Regions from separate parts of the Anser cygnoides genome. Here region 1 is linked to region 2. Evidence: chromatin contacts called from public Hi-C data. All regions are on one chromosome and are shown on one strand. The core of a region is the stretch at or near the end of the contact, and the rest is flanking DNA. Distances in the headings are between cores, read along the strand shown. Region 1 overlaps PPARGC1A (PPARG coactivator 1 alpha). Region 2 has its middle 270 kb from the start of ADGRA3.

Region 1 (5,120 bases), core at 1,205-3,704, 140 kb before region 2:
TTTGAGTACCCAAGATGCTATGTTAAGCACTTACTGCAAGTTGGCTTAGAGGAATGTCTTCCAAAAGCATTTATTTGGAAAGGGAAAAACAGCTCATGAAGGCAAGTGAACTTCAGATGCCTGACACACCTTTTGGTCCCAGATTTTAAAACAGTGTGCTTTAGCAAGGTGCGCTGCAGTAGAGCTCGACTCTGACGCGGAGGATCTGGGGCAAATGCCACTACTGGCTGAGCCAGCACCAGCCTCATAAACTTCCCTTTGATCCAGCCATTAAAGGAAAGAACATTACTTGGCATATTTCTTGGTTACACGTATTGCATTCTTTGGTCCCATTAAATAATAATGAATAATAAATGGCATAGTTTGGAACAAAATTCTGCACAGCTCAGTAAGAGAAGAGGGCTAACATCATACCTTCAGCAACTCATAGAGGAAGATGTGAGTGCATTCTAGAGCCCTGTCTAGGGCTAGAGGTCTTAAAAAAGCAGGGAGTGGTTTCCATCCATCTAACTGTTACATAATGCCGGTTTTGACAAGGGTCAGTAGAAGAGAAAATACTCTCATACTGCAGTTAGGTAGGAAAATAGGGTGCTGGATGCTGAGATGACACTAGGTAGTCTTCCCACCATATCCAAGTTATATACTAGAGGTAATTCTTCACAAGAACAATGCAGGAACGTAGGCTATCCAATTTTATGAACCAAATTTATGCTCCAAGATTTATCCCACTTAAATTAAGGACTCAAGAACATAGTTGTTTTCGTTTCCCTATGCAGTACAGGGAAGGATACGGATCCTTCCATAGAGTGATTCAAGTTTTAATTGAGCCAAGAGGCATTTATTTACATCCACTGTCTGCAGGCAACCCAGCTTCTTTATGTCAGTCTTGGTGTGTTCACTCCTTTCCTCTCTGAGTTTAGTGCGATACCCAGAGCAGGTATTAATATAATACCCAAGAGACCTGCAAGTGCCGGAGAAGGAACATCTTTGTGAGAAACAGATTATCGTTCTTGGCACACCAGAGCCTGAGCCATCCCCTGAAGGCGGCAGGAGCCTCTCCAGCGTCTTCAGGCCAGCTCTGGGTGAGCAGGCTGGGCAGCCGGTCCCAGCTGGCCGGCGGCAGACGAGCACCAAACACTTGCCCCTTCTCTCCCTTCCGCTGTGAATGCCCTAGCTGCACCCAGCTTGTCTGACCCTGTCCTTTTTGGCTTAACGGGGGGCTAATACAGGGACGTGTTCGGTGCAGAATGGCAGTTCGACATTGCAGAGATGAACGTTAGCTGGGCACGTAACGAGACTCAAAATCCAAATCTCTTCCTGAGGGTGCAAAATGTGCTGTTTTAGAAGGTAGACGTGGAGTGTGCTGCAGTTCATAAGGACAGAAGTAATTCAGGAGTAAAAAGCTAAATATTTTTTGTCATTGTTTTTTCCATTTTCTTTTAAATTCTTTCTAATGCTGTCTTTCTCTTTTGTATTTTTTTTTGCCTTGATTTGCTTGTTTTACTTTTTTCCCTTTAACCCCCTTCCTTCACACAGCAGTCCCTTTCTACATTTCCTTTTCCTCTCCCTGCCCTCTGCCCAAGCTGATACCCTGCAATACCTTGCACAGCTCTCCTTGTTCCTTGGCGGTCCCGCTGTCCCCCTCGCGGTCTTGTCCTGCTGCAGCTCAGGAAGGATGCATCCCTGTCAAGAAGGATGCCTTCACATCTACTGGAGCTCTGCAACAGATTTCCCTTCACCTCATGTTTGAGCAGGACATTTTTACCATTTTCCCAGTTAGTTCATGGCCAGTTGCTGGGCTTTGTTTGGTGTTATTAATTATTTGGGGTTTTTTGTTTGTTTTTTAACATCCTGCCACCCCAGGGCACCACTGCGTGTGAAACTTTGCACCCACAAATTAAGCAGACCGGTCCCTTGTCTAAAAAATCGCAGTCTGAAACAGCAGAGGGCTGTTCCACGAGGTTGTGTTGGCTCCCCCTCAGCCGGCCTGGCCTCTGGGCACAGCAGACGAAGGAGATGGATCCCTGTCTCTGGAAATGGCTATAAGGCACTTCGTGAGAGGGTTCAGAGATCTGTGGTTGGAGCTCTTGTTTTTTCTTATGCTTTCACTCTTTTGCTGTCTTTCAGTGCACATACCAACCATCTCTGTCTCCTTTTTTTTAAGTTTTGATTTCACACACCCGTTTCTCTGTTTCCCTTTTAATCATCCCTCCTTTTGACCCCGTGCTTTCTCTCCGGCCCAGTGTTTGCTCTCGCTGCTGAAAGGCTTTGCAGTCCTTGTGCTCGGCCCCGGTTTCATGCCCCTCAGGGTGCCCCACGGCCAGCGGCCTCTTCGCCCCTCGCCCCTCTCCTCACTCGCCGGCCTTGCCCGGCCTAACTCCCACATGCCCACCGAGCAGGGCCTGGCAGCAAATGCTGAACAAAAATCAAGAGTCACCCCGAATGCCCCCGCCAGCAGAAGTGTTTCCTTCACCCCAGGGGCTGGCTGGTGTTAAAAAAAAAACCCGAGGGGACCCCTGGCAGCTCCAGGCAAGCGCCCCGTAACAGCCGCACGCGCTGTCCCGGGGTAAAGCTATCTAAGCCAAAGTTCAGGTGAAGGGCAGCGGCGTAGCCAGAAAGTCATGTGGCTCTCATGTTGGTTAGTATGTCACTTTGAACAGCTCTTATCTGATATTATTATGACTAACCCAGTGCTGACAGCATGGAACAGATTACAGGAGCCATGTGATGATTATTTAAGGCATCACTGGGTATAACGTGCGTCTGACATTAACCCCTTCGGCCCGGGCTGACTGGGTTTGTAAATGACGCCCGCGGAAGGTGCCCTGCTGAGGGCTGAGCTTACCTTGCTTTCCACGTTTCAGACAAGACTATTTTTTTAATCATTCAGCTGTTTTAACGTGGCCCTACAGGTCAGAGCAGATTTGTGGGCTGTGACTGCTCTTTTATTCTCTTAGATTTCCTTTCTCCTTTTCTTTTTAAAAAAAGTATTAAAGTATCAGTGGTGACAGCTGCACATATTTTGTATTTCTTGTGGCAGCACGTGCCAATAAAATTCAGAAGCCTTTTTGTTTTGTTATGGTTGATCTTTAAAGTTATTGAGAGCGGCACTGAAGTCATAGCTGGCAAAATAGACTTCACTGTTCTGCATAAATGTCAGAAGCGAGAAGGCGATACTTTCCAAGAGGTAACGATTTACACATTGAACAGGAATGCAAGGCGAGCACACATATTGTACCCTTTAAACAGGCTGACACCTGCACAGGGCATTTCAAGAAACAGTGCCGAAAACGCGGCGTTATGTAAAGCGCGATAGCGGCGGTGGCTGTTGGACTGTTCTGGCAGGTGTGTGAAACGCAGCGCGCCGCGGCGGCGGCCCGAGCAGCCGGCGCATGGTGGTGGTATCTGCCCGTGGGGTATCCGTCAGGTAACTTCAGAGGTGTGAGGAATTTAAGCTCCGCTCCTGGAAACGCGTCACATGAGTAACTTTACTCGTGTGAGTAATCCTGCTCGCCGCTCCCGGGGCCGCTGGCAAAAGGCGCCCGGGGCTCACGTTACCCCCGGCACCACCGCAGCTAAAGGTGAAGTGCCTGCAGGATAAGGGCCGGCTCGCTTCCCCAAAGCACGTGTGGCCGCGTGGGGAGGTGTGTGCGTAGGGTGTCTGGCAGGAACAGGCCACGCAGGGTGAATAAACTGGCATACCTTTAGTCTCGCCTGTGCCGGGCGGTTTGAAGCATCCCCTCCCCTCGGCTGAGTGTGTCTGCAGCGTGATTTCATCTCCTGACAGCACCCGGACCGGCTGGGTCTGAGGCTAAACATGAGGGATTTTGTGTCGGGAGGGAGGGGGAAGAGCCTGCAAGAAGCACTGGAGGCCTTGAGAAAGTTTAGGCACTCGGATCAGCTTTCCTGTGTGCAACTGGGAAATGCTGGAGTGTGAAATCAGCATTATCAGGCGTGTTAAAGCCTTTCCCTGGGTGGCTGAAGCCGGTGGATGTTGTGCCACTGGTGTGTTGGGAAGTGGAAAAAAGCCCAAAAGAAAGATGTTGTATGATGGAGAATTCCTGCCCCTTCTCTGACCCTTTCTGTGCTACTGTATTTCTCTTCCTCTTATGGCTGCAAAGCCCCAGTCTCAATTAAAAAAAAAAAAAGCAAAAAAGCAAAGAAAGAAAGCAAGAAAGCAAGAAAAAAGAAAAGGGAGAAAGGTTGAGAAAGGAAGTCTGGAGCAGGAAACCTGCAGTTAATATATTAACTCCTCCCTCCATTTTAAACTCCTGGCCAACCCTATCTGCAATCAGAAGGATTAAGGACTACAAAATATGGTTGAGACTAATTACAAGCGAGACTCAAAAGGCCCGGAAGGTTTTGGAAAGGGGCTCAAAAATCCCTCAGAAGGGGCCTTAGCACTCTTTGTTCAAATTATTAAAAAAAAAAAAAAAAAAAAAAGGAACAATAGAGAAACAAAAAAAAAAAGAAACCTTGGTTCTACAATAGCAACAGCATGCGTGCAAGTGAGTGTCTTGGAAAAAAGCAGCCTTGTGAGATCGGTATCACTTCCTGGGGGGAAGGCTGTGAGACTGCAAGGATGTCCCTGCTGAGGTGGGACTTCAATTCCCCTTCCAGCAAAGCTGCAAAAGGCAAAACCACAGGGGTAGGAAAGGAGAAGTGCTAGTCCAACTGCATAATAGTAGTAGTAATAGTAATTGTAGTGATTCATTGTGAGTTTTGGTGGGCACTTGAGCTCGGTTCTCAATGCTCTCAGTAACTGTAGTCAATTCATCCCGCATATGTGTATCATCGCTGCTCCATCTGTAAAACATGAATGATACATTGCTAATGTGCAGATCTGTGATGAGCTTAGATCATTAATATTTTGCATTGCTTGGAGATCCTTGATTAGAAAGTGCACAGAAGGCTAAAACATTACTTTCTTCTTTTCTTGAGCTGAATTACTCATGTTCTGAAAAACCTATTTTCTGCAGAGGGTTTATGAAATGTTTGTCCTAATGCTCATTTATCGTGAGTGGCACTGATGGAATGTGTTCTGGTGTGAAGCAGATGTATCTGTTTAATAGTTTACTTTGATGGCTCCTTTAAGAGGTTTCATAATCTTTATATTTCAC
Region 2 (5,326 bases), core at 1,464-3,963:
AATAAATGGACCGACGTGTCCATATATGAAGGAGTGAGAGAAGAAACCTTCAGAGATACAAAGGAACTAAACGTGTGAAATGTGGTCTTGAAATAAAATATTTCTACCCTCCCCCATCTTTTTACAGGGTTTTTCCACTCAGATAATGTAGATGCTTAAGGTACAATTATAACATCTTTAGAAGATTGTTAGATTATATGAAAGAGGAAATAGTAATATACGTACAGAGAGATACTGAGAAAGAGGGTATATGGTTTGAGTCAGAAATCCTCTGATCTCAAAAGAAGCAGATGATGCAGATAAAACACAGGCTTCACTGGCACAGCTAGCAGGGAACTTTTATGTGTACATAAACCAATTATAAAAGGTGTTTGATTTTGCATTAAAGGAGCCAATTAGTTCCTTTTTTGACTAAAAATATATATTTCTACTTTTTATATTTTCAGCAGACAACAAACCAAAATGAAGCCTGGTAGAAGTCATTGACTCGAAAAAGCTTTTAAAGCATTTTAGTGCAGTAATTCTGATGTGAAAAGTCCCCCCACATTGAGACCATTTTCCCATGTAGAGGGTTTCAAAAAAAAAAATTGACAAAGACGGTAGCTTCAGAAAGTTCCCTTGGTTCTGGGGTAGAATTGGACATTAAAAGGCAGACTGGAGCAACTGTTTGCTGGGCAGCCTACATGAATGACATGTTGGCTGTAGCTGTGGTGAACCTTTGCTGTGGGGTTATCCCATGCAGGGTTGTTTGTTGGTTTTGCAAGCATATTTCCCTTGAAAACAGGAAGAGGTCAAGAAATGCCAGCAACAAGTAACTGACCATGACACAGAACAAAGAGCACTGGGTCTGTGATACACTGGAGAGTGCTGGAGTCTCTGTTTGTTTTTCACTGTTGTAATTGCACTGTTGTATTACACAACATATTTAGCTTTTGGTCTCGTGTGGGAGCAGCTTTCAGGAAGGTTTCTGCAGCATAATAGCTTCTCATGAGGAATGATTTCAAAGGGCAACTATAGGATATAGATATAAGAGAGCTGCTGATCTTAACATGTTTTCCTAGTGATTGTTTCTGAATAACCATGTTTTAAAGTACTAACATTCATTTATTATAGAGCATTTATGTAGAGGAAAACACTGCAATCTATCTAATACTCCTCCATTTTTTGTAACCTCTCAAAAATCATTGCTGTTATTTCCAGACATTATTTAAATATTTTAAATAAAAAATATTGTTGATAAAACACAATGGTTGAAACAGGACTAAATTGATTAATGGATATGTAGATATCTGGCATATAAAAAGTCTTGGAGGCTGTTTTATGAGATCTGAGGATCAAGGTTGTTGTCCTGGCACAGAATGAAAGGTGTCTTGTCACAGATATGTTTGGCAGCCTTTTAAGGATTTGAGAATGCTTCATTCATATTCACAAGAGCATGGAAGTAGGTCAGTCACCACAATGTGTCATGCTCATGGAATACACCAGCAACACCACGACTTTTAACCTTTCAGTCGTTGTGAATCTACCCACATATAGAAGTGGACAAATGGAGAAGTCCCAAAGTTCACTTCAATTTCCAATACCAATCAATGCCGACTCTGTTTTAAGATTTGAATGAAGGTTAGCACTAAGATTTCAAGCCTCTTGCAAATATCTTCAACAGGTTTTGATAAAGCTTCTCTGATTCTTTGGTAATGCACTTTGAACCATTGTATGTAATTATTTTCTTGGGCAACTTCCAGAAATCAAAAGACCATAGGATACATTCTGATTGGCCTTGATTATTACCAAGGGAAAACCTCATTTATTCTGAACATATAGCTTTCTTATACTTTCATGGTGTAGTCTTCGAAGGGGAGATGACACAAGCAATGCTCTGGTTTGTAACATAGGCCATGCCTTTTTCACGCTAAACATAACCTGCTAAATTGAACACACCTCTTGAAAGTATCCATTCAAGAATTTTTATGTATGCTGTTAATGTGAACAACCTTCATAGTTTGTTACTCAGCTGCTTTTAAGAATTTCAGGTAGAAAGAGTACTGAATAAATAAATAAATAAATATGTGGGCAGTAAATTCAGAAGACTTTCACTGTAGATCGTGCTGTAAAAGGATATTTCAAAAATCATGTTCTCTAGAAATGCTTAAGTAAAATACGCCTTTATTGTTGGCAAACAGTACTGCAGATAGATGCTTTACTAGCATTTGGCATTTCTCCATTTCCTCTCTCTTCTTTCCTTTTTTCACAAGGCCGATTCTTTAATTTAAAAGTTAAAAAAAAAAAAGGTATCTTGTAGAAACAGAAAAGATTAATTTGTTTAGATAGACAACAAGGAAATTATCTCCCAAGAAACAGTGTCTGTTGAAGAGCATATTAAGAAACTGAACTCTTCCAAAAGCAGGAAAGTCTCCAAGTTCTTGATAAATGTTTAAGGTTTTTTCCTTTGCATGAGAACAAGAAGTCAGTTCTGAGCCATCCAGCACCTGTATTACTCTGAACATACAGACTTTTCTTTCTACTAATAGTAAGCAGAAGAAAGCTATACAAAAACCAATTTAGACTTTAGGAGGTTGTTGGGTAGATGCCTGAGCTAAGGAGGTCTTTTGCTTTTGCAAACCATGCCTCTCTGCGACAGATGACACTGAAGAGACAACACTGTAACCAGAAACATTTTTGCCACCAGTCAGAAGCAAGGGGAGGCTTTTCTGCTGCTGTGAAATCACGAATTTCAGTTGCTGAGATTACGATCTGTGGGACGCACTAAGTGGGATGTAAACCATAATGCTGATGTTAGCTGGCTTCCCAGCTGAAGTGCCTTATGCAGCAGCTAATCACCTGCTTCTGAGAAGAGAGGAGATATGAGGAGAGTTTGTTTTTCCTATAAATTGATCTCTGATCCTTTCATCCCTCAGTATAGCCATACTTGTTTAGTCTACTGAGGCCTCTCAGGGGTAACACATAATGAAGTACAATTGTGCAAGGGTGTTCATAGCCACAGCAGTGCTGTTAGCTGTGCTCTTTAATGGATTTGGATAAAACCTCGCTCAGCAAATAGCATGCTGAAAACAAATATCCTCTTTGTTGTCTTAGGATATACTGTCCCCATTACTGTACTGCATTTGTTTTCAAAACAGACCCGGACACGGTAGCATTTTGGTCTTTGAACTTTGAGCTGCCCAGTTGTCAGGTACCGACGCTTCAGTGTGAACCTTAGCACAGAAATGAATCACTGGCTTTGAAATACGAGGAGAACGTGTGCTGTCCTGGTGGGCGAACCATGTGGTAGCTTTCTTATTTCTTTGTAATTTTACTAAAATCAGAGCTTGCATGGAGAAGTGAATTAAGGAAATACCCAGCTGAATGCAGTCTGTTTGAGCTGATCCATGCTGTGCAGCCAACCAAGAGGGGGCAGAAATACAGCCTTAGACCAGCAAAGGTGGTGAGTCCAAAAGCTCAAGGGGTGACCAAAGCACCCAGCACGTTCTCGGACAGTTTATAAAGGTGGCAAAAATCATTAAATCCATTCCACTGCTGCTCACCAGATGTCACTGCAGAAATGAATTAATTGCACACAGGGAGCCAAACTGTGTTTCCATTTCTGACACAGAGGTGGACCTTGACTTGGACTCTGCAAGAGGACAGTGCAGATCATCACCTTTTGTGACCCCATCTTTGGGCATTAGGGCTTTTACACCACGGACCATAACCAAAAAGGTGACTAATCTCTCATTGAAATCAACCACAAATGTGGAATTCGAAGTTTGCCTGATGTGCATGTGGGGAAAAATCAGCCTGATTTACCTCGCTGTCCTGCCTAGAAGAGGGAATGGGCAGGACATTGGTTTTGACTCTCTGTTTGCTGGCTGAAGCAGCAGTGCTGGGGTTTAGAAATTGCTTACTCCTAAAATCCTGGAGGAGGAAGGAATGGCGGTTCAGCCTGTAAGCCTCACTGCTCCCCAGGCCTCCTGTGGGACAGCACAGGTCAGGCAGCATCCTTCCCTCTGTGCCTGAGGTCACAGACTCACTACCTGCCATGTCCTGGAAACTCTTGCCCAGAATGTTTGCTCCCCTCCTTGGCAAACATATTCAGCAATGGGGTAGCAGGAGGGCATGTTCATTCAACAGGCGTGCCTTTGGAGTACCAGGTCACAGGCTGAAAATGCATGAAGGTGTAAATAAGAGGTCTGATGTTTTACCAAATTTCAGAGTGTAAAACTCATGCTGGAACAACTGAAATGTAAGGCTGAAGTGAAAGCACACAAGCCTGTAAAATTCTTATGGCTTTAATACCAACGCGTTTGTTGGAGTAGTTATTCACTGTAGATATGGTTAGTGGTATGCAGGCAGCAGATTTTTAGTTCTGTGGCATTTTGCTGACTTTACAGTAAAATGGTCTTCCTTTCTCAGATTTTAATGTGCTATGTCAGGAGTAAATTATATAATGGATGCCTGGGACTTTCTGTCTTGTGGTCTGACTCTATAACAGATTTCACCCTTCTTTTCCTCAGAGAGGGTAATTAATGGAGTGCACTATGATTTCCATATTCGATAATCTTCAGAGAACTTTAGTTGTTTAGCCTTGTGAATCATTTGGCTTTAAAAGAGACTATGTTGAGACTATATTGTGCAAAGTACAAGCAATATTTATGATTTTTATTTTATTTATTTATTTTCCTGCAGAGGACCTCTTTAAAGTATTCAGGTTTCTGTTTCTTATTGAGGTAAAGATTTGTATATATTTTCACTATTTACCTAGTTCTATAAAGCTGTGTATAGGCCTTTGCATTCAGAAGTGGTTTAACAGTTAATTGGTTTCAATGAACTAAGAACCTTTCCCATAGGCAAGAGTTGTAGGATCAGGTTAGTTAACAATGTAGTTAATTTACTTTTAAGTAGTGTATGCCTCAGCTTCATGGATCAGGTTAGTAGAGAGACAGGTGTCTGTAAAGCAAAGACCTTATTATCACGCAGAAGAAAATCTGATGATCCTGATCTTGGCAAACTGGATTAACTCACACTAGTCCTGAAATGGTTTTTTTTTGTTGTTGTTTGTTTTTTGTTCCCCCCCCCCCCCTTTTTCACCTGAAAGACAACATGGAGAATAGATGAATAGATCCAAGAAAAGGGGGAACATGAAAAAGAGAGATGAGTATTCTCTGTGGCTTTATTGTCTTTGTTCATCTGCAGTAGTAAAAGTTGCCTAACTGAGTATGTGGTAAAATAATCATTTGTCAAAGAGGTAAACTTACTGTACACCAATGTTCTGCATTTAAAAGATCCCTAGTGTGCTATGAACTATATAGTGTTCATAAAAATTCGTACT

The links. Hi-C and Micro-C count contacts between places; a contact is called where the count stands out from the background.
Region 1: a Hi-C map of liver shows a contact between it and region 2, with 1.8 times the contacts expected there. The contact joins two enhancer-like sites. A contact is called at or near these places in 2 of 7 Hi-C or Micro-C datasets (both in liver).

Annotation. Positions count from the first base shown.
Region 1 is chr4:18,714,740-18,719,859 of Taihu_goose_T2T_genome, reverse strand. All of the region lies in intron 1 of PPARGC1A (PPARG coactivator 1 alpha), which reads left to right. Among named protein-coding and RNA genes, the nearest start is that of PPARGC1A, 270 kb to the left of the region's middle. Within about 2 kb of position 2,454, at least 2 of the 3 cell types and tissues checked have open chromatin away from gene starts, as enhancers often do. A contact at or near this core is called in liver, where this site is marked.
Region 2 is chr4:18,569,973-18,575,298 of Taihu_goose_T2T_genome, reverse strand. No RefSeq gene overlaps it. Among named protein-coding and RNA genes, the nearest start is that of ADGRA3, 270 kb to the right of the region's middle. Within about 2 kb of position 2,713, at least 2 of the 3 cell types and tissues checked have open chromatin away from gene starts, as enhancers often do. A contact at or near this core is called in liver, where this site is marked.